Linked DNA regions of Sus scrofa: region 1 is linked to region 2. The links are chromatin contacts, called in public promoter capture Hi-C maps. All regions are on one chromosome and are shown on one strand. Each heading gives the region's core, a stretch centred on a gene start, on an enhancer-like site or on the middle of the called end of the contact. The rest is flanking DNA. Distances are from core to core; before and after follow the strand shown.

Region 1 (5,465 bases), core at 624-3,123, 330 kb before region 2:
ATTACAAATTCTAGACCATATGGTAACAGATCAGTGTTCCCTCCTAAGACATTTAAGATCCTCTTCTTTTCTGCAAAGAATGAATAACATATAACCTCACAATAGCCAATGTTCATATAAATAAAATTTTATTTGGTTGCATAGAATGTAAAGCACAAGCTCTGGAATTAGATCAGCCTTTGCTCAAACCCCGGCAACACCACTTACAAGTTATATGACCTGAAGCAGGTCATATAATCATTCTGAATCTCAGTTTCCTCATCTGCAAAGTGGCAACAATGTCACAAGTCTCCAAGGGCTCTTGTAAGGATTCAATGGGACATTTAATCACATTTGGTTTGTATTAGTAGCTATGTTGAGGGGATTGGTGCTTAATTGTAAAGCAGATGGCCAGGGGATCCTGGTTTCCTGCGAAGGCAGCTCAGGAATTAAGGCACTCAGTAAGAAAGAGGGCATAAAAATTAAGACTATGACTGGCATGGAAAGGGGTGGCAGTTGGATATTTGTGGGAGGCTAAGATGAGCCCAAGAACTGCCTTTCCTTGTTATGAATGTAGCTTTTTCTTTTTTTTCCTTTTTAGGGCCACACTCATTCCCAGGCTGGGGGTCGAATAGGAGCTACAGCTGCCTACACCTAGATCCAAGTGGTATATGCAACCTATACCACAGCTCAAGGCAGCAACGCCAGATCCTTAGTCCACTGAACGAGGCCAGGGATTGAACGCAAGTCCTCATGGACACTGTTTGGGTTCATGACCCAGTAAGCTACAATGGGAACTCCTCAGGTTGGAGTTTGTTCAATGAAAGTGAATGAAAGGACTTTAGAAAGTGGGTGAGAAAAAAGTCTTCTCCCATACTGGAAATAAAAGGGATATGTCCTCTTTCAAAATTAAAGATAACCTTTTATATTTAAATATAAAATTTAAGTAGGGGACAGCTATAGCCTACCGTGCAGCATGATGAAATGGGGCTTAAGAGTCAGAAATCCCTGGGGACTGAATCCCAGCTAAGGAACATTTCATGTCTGCAAAACAAGGTCATATTTCTCCCTTTATGGGGCAATTGGAAGAAATGAACTGAATAACATATGCATCACAGGGCCCTGGCAGAGTAAGTACATGGTAACTGGTAGCAGCCGGAATCAGTATTAGTTATTATTTATTCATCCTTTTATTCAGAAACTCAAGACAGAAAACTATAATCACTCTCTATATAAACTGGGCAAGAATATCTCACCTTTCATCTAGAAAGACCTAATCATCCACCTTTGCCTGAGCAGGCGCAACTCCAAGCAACATATCAAAGCCGGTGCAGACAAAAAAACCCACTCAGTGTCAACTCGGCCATGTCTCTGACTTCTGAGAAGTGAACAGCCTGCATTAGGAAGTGTTGTTACACATTAAAAAATAAATAAATAAAATAAAAAAATTAACGTTTAAACTCTGCATTCGTAATCATGGAAACTTTGAAGTCCCCGCAAGTCATTCAGCGTGCTTTGCAAGTCATTAAAGACAGGGGTGGGGGTGGGGGCAAAAGGAAAGAGAGGGGAGGTGACCGCAGGTACCAGGGCGCCAGATAATGAAGCCTCCACCGAGACGGCCAAATCATTTTAAAATGCAGCATTTCTTCCCCGCGCCTTGGGCTTACTTTCTAGCGAGCCGGGCAGTCACACTCCACTCCCCATAGAGAGCGTGTCCCAGGCCCTGGGCCCGCGGAGGAGGATCCTGGCCGGAGACAGCTTCCGGCCAGCGACCTCTAGCCACCCTCCCTCCGGCGTGCGGGGGCGAGGTCTCCCGCAGCCTACAGGCCCCGCCCCACCCCGCCCCTCGGGCCTCGGGTCCTAGTCGGGCACCGGCCACCCCACCATCGCCCCGCCCCGGCTCCGCCCCTCGGCCGGTGGCCCGAGGGCGACAGAGGGAGGCGCTCGGAGGCAGCGGCTGGAACCAAGCAGCGCACTGGAGCGCCCCGCAGCCTGGTGCCGGGCCGCCCGTCAGACCCTGCCGTGCAGTACCGGTGAGTACTACGCGGCCCGACTGACGTCCCCAGGCCAGAGCGCTGCCCGCTCCGGCCCAGGCGGGGTGGGTGCGAGCCCGCGGCACCCGGGCACCTTCCCGGCGCCCGGCTGCAGCGCACAAGGTGGCCCGGGGCGAGGATCCGGGGAAGGCCGAGGGGAGAATCGGGGACTAGTTCCTGGGGACTGACCCCTCGCCCTGTCCCCAGATTGTGCCGCGCGGAGGACAGGGAAATGGCTCCCCTCAGCCTTATTTGCCTGGACTGTTCGGGCCGCCGGAAGAATCCACGTTGAGACAGTTCGGGCTGATCTGGGAAGTCCTAACCCCAAAGAGGGTGTGCGCCTCTCACGGAGCTGCGGGTGGCCAGATAGGGAAATCCGCACTGAGGAGGGCACAGATGGGGAGTCCACACTAACTGCTGAAATGAAAATGGAGGGGGAAGAGACCCTCGTGGAAGGGGTGGGCACAGAGCCCGTCCTATTGGATTCAGAGATCCAGGAAGGAGCACAGGCAGCCTTTCCTAATTCAGCCAGCACTTTAGAATGGCCCATCCTCCCTCCCTGCCACACTTAGAACCCTCCTCAGGGGGTGGTGTGAGGAGGTAGGGTGAGGGTGTTCCCGGGTGGGGGTAGGGAGTCTGGACAGCCTCTAGGATAGCCGTTCTCAAACTTTGGGGGAAGGAGTCAAAAACCCCTTTACTTAGGACTTTGGTTTATGTGGGTTATATGTATATGTACCATACATAACTAAAACAGAAATGTTTATTTAGAAATTCAGTTAAAAATAATAATGGATGTATTATATGTTGATATATTTTCATGAAAATAACCATTCTTTTCAAAACGGAATCTTAATGGGAAGAGTGGCATTGTATTGTATTTTTGCAAATCTCTTTAATGTCAGGTGTAATAGACAGCAGCTAGATTCCTACATCTGCTTCTGCATTCAGACTGTTGCACTATTACATGTGATGTAGCCTCTGGAAAACTGCACTGTAGACTCCTGAAAATGTGAGAGCGAGGATAGCAAATAGCATCTTGGTATTATAATGAAATGGTTTTGACCACGTGGCTCTCTTGGGTCCCCAGTACCACACTTTGAGAACCACTGGTCTAAGGAAATGCTTCAGAGGCTTTAGTCACTTCACCGGGCTTTAGACCCGCTTATTTGTGATCTTTCTCTGAATGGGAACACACACCACCCCCTGTGTGGACAGTGTTAACCTCTGGTAGGTTCAGCCAAGCCTGACCTCACTCTGGAAACCGGCAGGGCTCTCAGATGCCTCTGGCTGCCTGCAGAGCTGAGCCGTGCGTGTCCAGATTGTGGCAGTCATGTGGCACACAGGACCTGTGCCTTCAGAGACCTGCCGATGGGGAGCCGGGGCCAAGTGTGGAGGAGTTTGTGCAAGTTGAGAAGTTCATTTCCAAAAGAACAGGGAGGCATGTTTTTGCCTTCCTTTCCTCCATGTTCATTTCTGTGAGTGGCTGTGTGGCCTGGAGTTTATTGGAATATGATCCCCCCAATCTTGGGGCTCCTTCACTTTGCACTTTCAGAGCTATGTCCCTGTGAGTGGCCCTTTCCTAGCCCCTGCCAGAATCCAGTGTCTGTCCTGCCTGCTGGTGTGTGGTAGGTGTGATCCCTCACTGGATCATTTCCTTGGCTTCTTGTTCACACATATATGTAGCCTTATAAATATGTGGAAGACAGGCATACCAAACTATTAACAGTAGCCAGTTCCAGGCAGTGGTATCCAGAGTCCATGGAAGGAACCTGTTACTCTTTGTAATATCACATGTCTGCCTAGCTTGCAGCATTCGTGTATTGCTTTTACCACCTGAAAACAGAGAAAACAAAAACCTAAAATCCCAACAACCTATACTTTTTAAAGGATCATTTCTCTGGTAAGAATGTTCTCATCACTTCCTCTCTCCTGATAAAACAAATGACTTGAATTGTCCCATCACATTTCTGAACGGACGTATATGATACTAGTACATATTAACTCAAAATAATATGGAGAGAAAGAGCCCTCCCAGAGCAAAACAGTTTATTGAACAGTATTGTCTGCCATAAACCCCTGCCCAAGGTTAGAAGTACCAGAAAGGAGTATTCTTTAATGGATTATGATGCAGCCCTTAAACTGATGTTATAAAATGCTGCTCCATGAAATGTCATACAACACAGTGAAACTGAAAAACATGTTATCCAAGACTCTTTCCCTGTGTTCCTGTTGCTATGAGGAGAGAAAGTTTGTGCATGTACATACAGATCTGCACATGCGTGGACAGAGGCGAAAGCTGCGCCAAACGCTGAGTGATTTTTCTCTTGGTTGTGGGTTCAGTGTGTTTTTAGATGTTCTTCGCTTTGCTTATTAATACTTTCTAGTAAGTACTAAGCAAGCGTCACACTTGATATGACGAAAAACAACCCCTATGGTTACTTGTACACCGAGGACAACATAGTTGCCTTCATTTTTCTTAGCTTGACTTAACCACCAGAGCCCTGAATAGGCCCATGCTACTTACTCCCTTTCTTCAGTGGGAGGCGGAGAAAGAAGTATGGAGTGAGAGGCATGCATTTGTGTATTGCTTTTATAACCTGAAAACAGAAAAAACAGGACCCATGCACCTAAATCACACTGAGCAGTGTCTTCTTCCCCCTGTAGAGTCAGCTCCAACCTCAGCCCTGCCTTCTCCCTCCAAGCGACCTAGAGATTAGAAAGTCCTTTATCAGAGTAGCACCCTCACCTGAGAAGCCGTCAGCTGACCCTCTCCCCAAACCGAATGGCCTCATTTCTTCTTCTTTTTTTTTTTTTTTTTTTTGTCTTTTTAGGGCTGCACCCACAGCATATGGAGGTTCCCAGGCTAAGGGTCACATCCAAGCTGTAGCTACACCAGATCTGAGCCACATCTGCGAGCTACACCGATCTACACCACAGCTGATGGCAACGCCGGATCCTTAACCCACTGAGCAAGGCCAGGGATCGAACCTGTGTCCTCATGGATGCTAGTCAGATTCGTTTCCGCTGAGCCACAACGGGAACTCCAGCCTTCATATCTTTTCAAGCCATTTTTAATGGAAAATTTCAGACACACAAAGTGGAGAGTCTAAATCCCCAGCTTCAACAATTATGAGCATTAACATTTGGCCAGAGTCTTGTTTCATTTAAACATTTCCTCAAACTCTTTTTTTTCCCTCTTCTAGGAGTAAGCATCTTCATTTTCAACTGTATAAACTAACAAGAAAGTATTTGTTGTGTCTTTTTAGTAATGTGCATGACCTGGCTGCTGTTGCAAAATCTTAAAATTCTTCTACCCTCATGTCAGCTGAGCCCTGGGTGGACTTTGAGCACTCGCTGTGTGGTCCCACTTCTCTGCTTCTGCATGTGCTTTCCTCTCTGCCTTCCCCTCTAAATCAATCTTCGCTCTTTCCTTCTCTCAGTTCTCCTCTGCTA
Region 2 (5,465 bases), core at 849-3,348:
CATCAGTATAGCTAGCTGAATATCAACACTGAAGGGCTTTGCTAAAATAAAAGTTAATAGAACAAAGAGGAGTTTATCAAGTAGACTGCAAATGAGTGGCCAGGGACAGAGGAGAATAGAAAGGCTTTAGTGAAGGCCGGGAAAGAGAGAGCTTCACAAAGGTAAGCATGATCAATTGTTGTGACACATGTTGCTGGTTACTTCTCCAATGTTCATTCTTCTCTTTTTCCTTGCTAGCAAAAACCCTGATTTTTTTTTTCTTCAGAGTAGCAATCTGGTCCAAAAAAGCACCCCCTCCCAAGCAAAACCTTGATTTCCCAGGCTCCTTTGCACCTAGAGGTAACCTCATGACATCCTTCTGGCCCATTAGATATAAGCAGATGTCTATCTACTGAGTGGGGCTGCCAGGAAAAGAATTATTTTCCTGGGACAAATAATCAAACAGCTGGCATCTCACTTTTGCTCCTTGCCTTTCCCACTTTCTTCCTTCTTTCCAAAATAACGGTTCTATGTCCAAAGGTACAGCAGCTACCTAATGAGCCTGAGTACCAGGGACACACACAATAGAGGCTGGAGTGGAAAAACTGAGTCTTATTCCTGATCTACTCAGCAGAAAGAGTGGGAAACTTGGGAGTCAAGCTTGACTTCTACTGCCATCTCACTTCCTTTGATCCAAAACACTTTATTCTACCCTAAACATCCTTCAAATTCACTTTCTTCTTACCACCCTACTATCCCCGCATCATTGAGACCCATGTGATGCCTTGCCTGGCTTACTGAACTGTCGTCCTATAGAGACTTCCCAACCTGTCTTCTAATCTGCTGTCACCAGGGAATGCTTTTGTGTTGATTCCCGCTTAAAATGCTTCCACAATTCTTCAGTACTTGTTGGATAAAGTCAAAAGTCCCTAGCCCCACAGACAGGCTCTTTGTGATTTGGCTCATGCCTTACATTGACTATCGTATACTATGCAAATATATATTTCATCCTTTTTTTTTTTTAACAAGAATCCTGTACCAAGTATTGTGCTAGGAATTTTACATTTATTTAGTCCTCGTAATGTTTGTTACTTCACATATTTGATAGTTAATAGTCTCATTTTACAGATGGTTCAACTGATTCTCAGACAGCTTAAGTCACTTGCCCAATAATGAACACAAACCTAATTTAGGTGGGAAAGGTCTGGATGTCAAAATTCTTTCCACCAAGGCAGGGCCCTACCTGAAAGAATGTAGTTTCCTCCCTCTCACGCCCCTCATCCCCCACTCCCACCTCTCCACACCCAGTTCATTAATTCCCCAAAAGTTGAAGAACCATGGCCAAAGCCAGTCTTGCCCCTGGGGCTAGGGTAAGCCCCAGTCTAGCCCCTGCTGAGGTTGGGGAGGAAGCTCAGGAGTTAGGACTCCAGGTTCAGCAAAGGAGAGAATCGCACAAAGCTAGAACTGCATCTCGGGCTACTTGTCCTGACCCGCCCAGTTAAGGCCCTGCCTTCTCCTCACTACCTGTGTATTAGAAATGCAGGAATGGGGAGCCTGGGCTAGAGACCCTTTTTTCCTTGACCCAGCCGGCGAGGCTGGCACCACAATCGTGTTGGAGTGGGATCCAGGCTTTAAGTCCACCCCCCTCTAGGATCCAGAGCTGTAAGACCAGGGCCCAAGTAGGACCTGGCACCTCCCTGCCCACTAACTCAGCCTGGGCACTAGTTCGGTGTGCTCTGGCAACGCAGCCTGCTCTGCTGCTAGAGCGCTTTTGCGCGCCACTGCCACCCAGCGCCCCAAACCAGAACTGCCGCGGGCAGCGGGACCCTGGAGGAGCATGCCCTCCGAGCCCTGAGAGCCTCGACGTTCAGGGAGGTCGGGAACCTTCTGTGAACTGCTATAGGTTGGATCAGTTCATCCAGATCTGTAACTAGAGAAGGATCCAAGTCCCCGAGGGACATCTTCAGCTGGCAGCTCTTGCCCTCAGACCATGGACTCCAAGCCCAGGCTGCCCCGTGGGCAAACTGGCCCGACTTAAGCTCTCCGGCCCGCGGTAGCCTTGCACCCCGGACCCTCCTCGGGCGCGGAAGCGGGTCCCGCCGCCCAGCTCAGCCATCCCGCGCAGAGGCGGGAAGAACTCGGGCTGCTCCAAGTATCTCGACTGGACCCTGAGCAGCCTCTTCTGCCCGGGTGGCCTCTCCTCAGGGTCTAACCACCTCGCGCCCCCGCGCGTCCGTCTTTGTTTCTGAGCTTGCTCTGAAAGTGATGTAACGAGGCCAGGCTCGCGAGCCGCTTTCCCTCTTTCCTAGATTAAGTCCTTCCTCCCTTCAGCTCCCGCGCTCTGCGAGCAGAGCTGAGCGCTGGGCTGCACACTGCTCCGCTCCCAAAGCCCTGGAGACCGACGGGCACAGTTGGGAAAGACAGGCTCCCACGTCCCACCTCCTGGATGCAAAATCGGTGGGAAAAGGCAGGCTTTCCTTCCAGAAACAAGGGAGAGAGCCGAGGGGACAGCTGCTGTGGAGATTTTTAAGGAGACTCAGACTGGCTTCTTTCCCTGCTCCTGGGAGACGACAAGAAACCTCAGGTACCTCAGTGACCCCAGTCGGTGGATGCCTGTATGAGAGAGAGGCAGGGGTGCGCTAGGAAGAAAGAGACAGAGAAAGAGGGGGAAACAGAGACAGAGATCCTGACTGACATACAGATAGAGTGGCAGAGGCAAGGAGTAAGAGAGACAGTTGGGTTGGGAAACTGACTTGGGTTTTTTGTTTTGTTTTGTTTTTTAACACAGTGCAGTTTTGCCTCTGACAGTAGAGAAGAACGTTGCTCCCTGGCCAGCAGGTAGCCCCCAACCTGAATGGAGTGAAAGATGCGGCCTGATGACATTAACCCAAGGACTGGTCTGGTTGTGGCCCTGGTCAGTGTCTTCCTGGTCTTTGGCTTCATGTTCACGGTTTCTGGGATGAAAGGAGAGACTCTGGGAAACATCCCCCTCCTGGCCATAGGGCCAGCCATCTGCCTACCAGGCATCGCGGCCATTGCCCTGGCCAGGAAAACTGAGGGATGCACCAAGTGGCCGGAGAATGAGCTGCTATGGGTCCGCAAGTTGCCCTGTTTCCGGAAACCCAAGGATAAGGAGGTGGTGGAACTGCTGAGGACCCCTTCAGACCTGGAGTCAGGCAAGGGAAGTTCAGATGAGCTGGCGAAGAAGGCGGGCCTCAGGGGGAAGCCTCCCCTCCAAGGGCAGGGCGAGGTGCCTGGGGCCAGCTCCATCACCACCCCCACACCCATGAAGGAAGGAGAATGTCAGAGCCCTGTCCAGAGCAGGCATCGAGAGGAGACATCCAGATACCTGGATGGCTACTGTCCCTCAGGCAGTTCCATCACCTACAGTGCCTTGGACGTCAAGTGCTCAGCCTGGGACAAGTCTGAGTGCCCTGAGCCCGAGGACAGCATCTTCTTTGTGCCCCAGGACAGTATCATTGTTTGCTCCTACAAGCAGAACAGCCCCTATGACAGATACTGTTGTTACATCAATCAGAGCCAAGGCAGGTGGGATCACGAGACAATAGTCTAAGCTTTGCATAAGAGGGTTGCTGTGTTGACAGATACATGACTACACGCAGCTCCCATTGGAAGGAAACTGCCCTGCTCCAGCAGCCTTCACACTGTTAGAAACTAACCTGGTATGTGATGGGTGTGCAAATCTCCGGTGCCTGAGAGCCATGTAAATTAGGCACGTTGGGGACATTTTAGGGAAGGGTGATAAGGGTTAAAGACACTGAAAGAGGCAATGGGTCGAAAAGCAAACAGTTCAAATTGCTTTTTAACAATTTAAACCATGTTCGATGTTCTGTAAAATAACCCCAAAAGTGCTACCCAGCCAGTACCTGCTGAAAGCAAGATAAATCTAGAGTGGGCTGCAGATACCAGGCATGAAATGATATGTGGACTATTCATAGGGAAACTGAGCTGCTTTCGGTCTGAAGAAATTGAAAGAAAAAACAATTCAATGTTTCATTATATGAAATGATCTTGTCTGGTGAAAGCTTTGCATGCTCAGTATTTGCTGAAAGAAAAAAAAATTAAGATAGATTAAGATAGAATATCTACACCCTTCTGAAGGTGCGATGGTTACAGGAGAAAGGGGAGTTAAAGGCAGTTGAATTATGTAGTTTTATGGTATTATCTTCAGACAAGATCAGGGATTTTAAATAAAGTGAAGTAAATGTGACCGGTTGTGTGAAAAACTAACATTTTTAGATGGCTATGTTACTTCTTAAACTCTTCATTTAAATTGACTTATTGGGTCTTTATCTGAAGTGTTTTTTAGCATTTACTATCTTTCATGTATAATTTCCTCATCAGGTGCAATATGAATTGATGTATGATAATTTTCATAGATTAGAGTCAAAATGGATTTTACATATGTATACACGTGTCTTTAACATTCCTGGGAGATGTAATTACTATTCCTATATGCCTTTTAAAATCTGAAGACTATGACATCAATACCACTAGTTTTGAACTTTATGCAGAATTTATATGAAATGCAATGGTTCGATTTCTGGAAATGTCATTATTTACATATTTGTTGAACACTTCCAAAGACTGTAAATGCCAATGAAATAGCGTTAATCCACTAGATTTAACTAAAGCCCAGTTTTTATTAAGTTCACCTGATCAGTGAACATTATATGACAAAAGCCTGTTTTATTTAATTTTTTGCCTTCGAGGAAAAAAAATCATAATAAAATCCTAAACTGTATTTCCTATTTCATTTGCTCAACTGGCAATCAACCAAAATACCATTTGACAGCTACTGAAGAGAAATACTGAATTATAGATAGAAATGATCATATATTTCATCTTAAAGATCAGGATTAGTTTGTATCCTTCAAAGAATGATTTATTTCTCATGATCATACAGTTTCAGTCACTTTCTCCCAAAAGGGGAATTGAGGACAAAAATTTTGGGCATACCTCTTTTATGTATTTCAGGTCCAATTCTGCAATTCCTTAAGTGTAGCAATTATTCTGTCTTAGAATCGTGCCCTTAAAAATCATAATCTTCCAATAAAATTCAACACTGAAAGTATGTAATTTTTTTTAGTAAGGCTTAAATGTTGGAAAATAAAATGTGTGATTCAGGCAAATTTTATCTTCTTGCACCTCAGTCCCTGAAATGGGAGAAGAGGGACTGACTTACACTAGATTATTTCTATCATTCATTCCCAGTTTGAATATTTTCTGGCATTGTGTCAAAGGCACTTTACATATTGCCATGAAATGAATTACAGCAAAACACATGTCAAAGTTATGCAATTCATTATAACAATTATGCAACAATGGATTGAATTCTTTTTGCTATTCAAAAGAATTTTGTAGAAGTATGAAAGCAGATTTGTTTTATTACCAAATATCATTTATTTAACAAAATACACTTCTTGGAATAAAATGAAGATGTAAAGGGTAAAATATTTTTAAGG

What was found. Promoter capture Hi-C pulls out the DNA fragments that hold promoters and counts their contacts.
Region 1: a contact with region 2 is called in a promoter capture Hi-C map of fetal liver, with 3 times the contacts expected there. The contact joins the promoter of ACO1 here to the promoter of TMEM215 in region 2. A contact is called at or near these places in 1 of 5 promoter capture datasets (fetal liver) and 5 of 47 Hi-C or Micro-C datasets (embryonic fibroblasts, heart right ventricle, mesenteric adipose tissue and 2 more).

Annotation. Positions count from the first base shown.
Region 1 is chr10:33,998,303-34,003,767 of Sscrofa11.1, reverse strand. ACO1 (cytoplasmic aconitate hydratase) reads left to right here and starts at 1,873. Exons shown (of 21, transcript XM_003357729.3): 1 at 1,873-2,012. LOC110255598 reads right to left here and starts at 2,562. Exons shown (of 3, transcript XM_021064275.1): 1 at 2,202-2,562; 2 at 1,647-2,121. The coding sequence starts at 2,562.
Region 2 is chr10:33,667,143-33,672,607 of Sscrofa11.1, reverse strand. It overlaps TMEM215 (transmembrane protein 215), which reads left to right and starts at 2,098. Exons shown (of 2, transcript XM_013980192.2): 1 at 2,098-2,563; 2 at 2,788-5,465. The coding sequence starts at 2,846. The coding sequence ends at 3,553.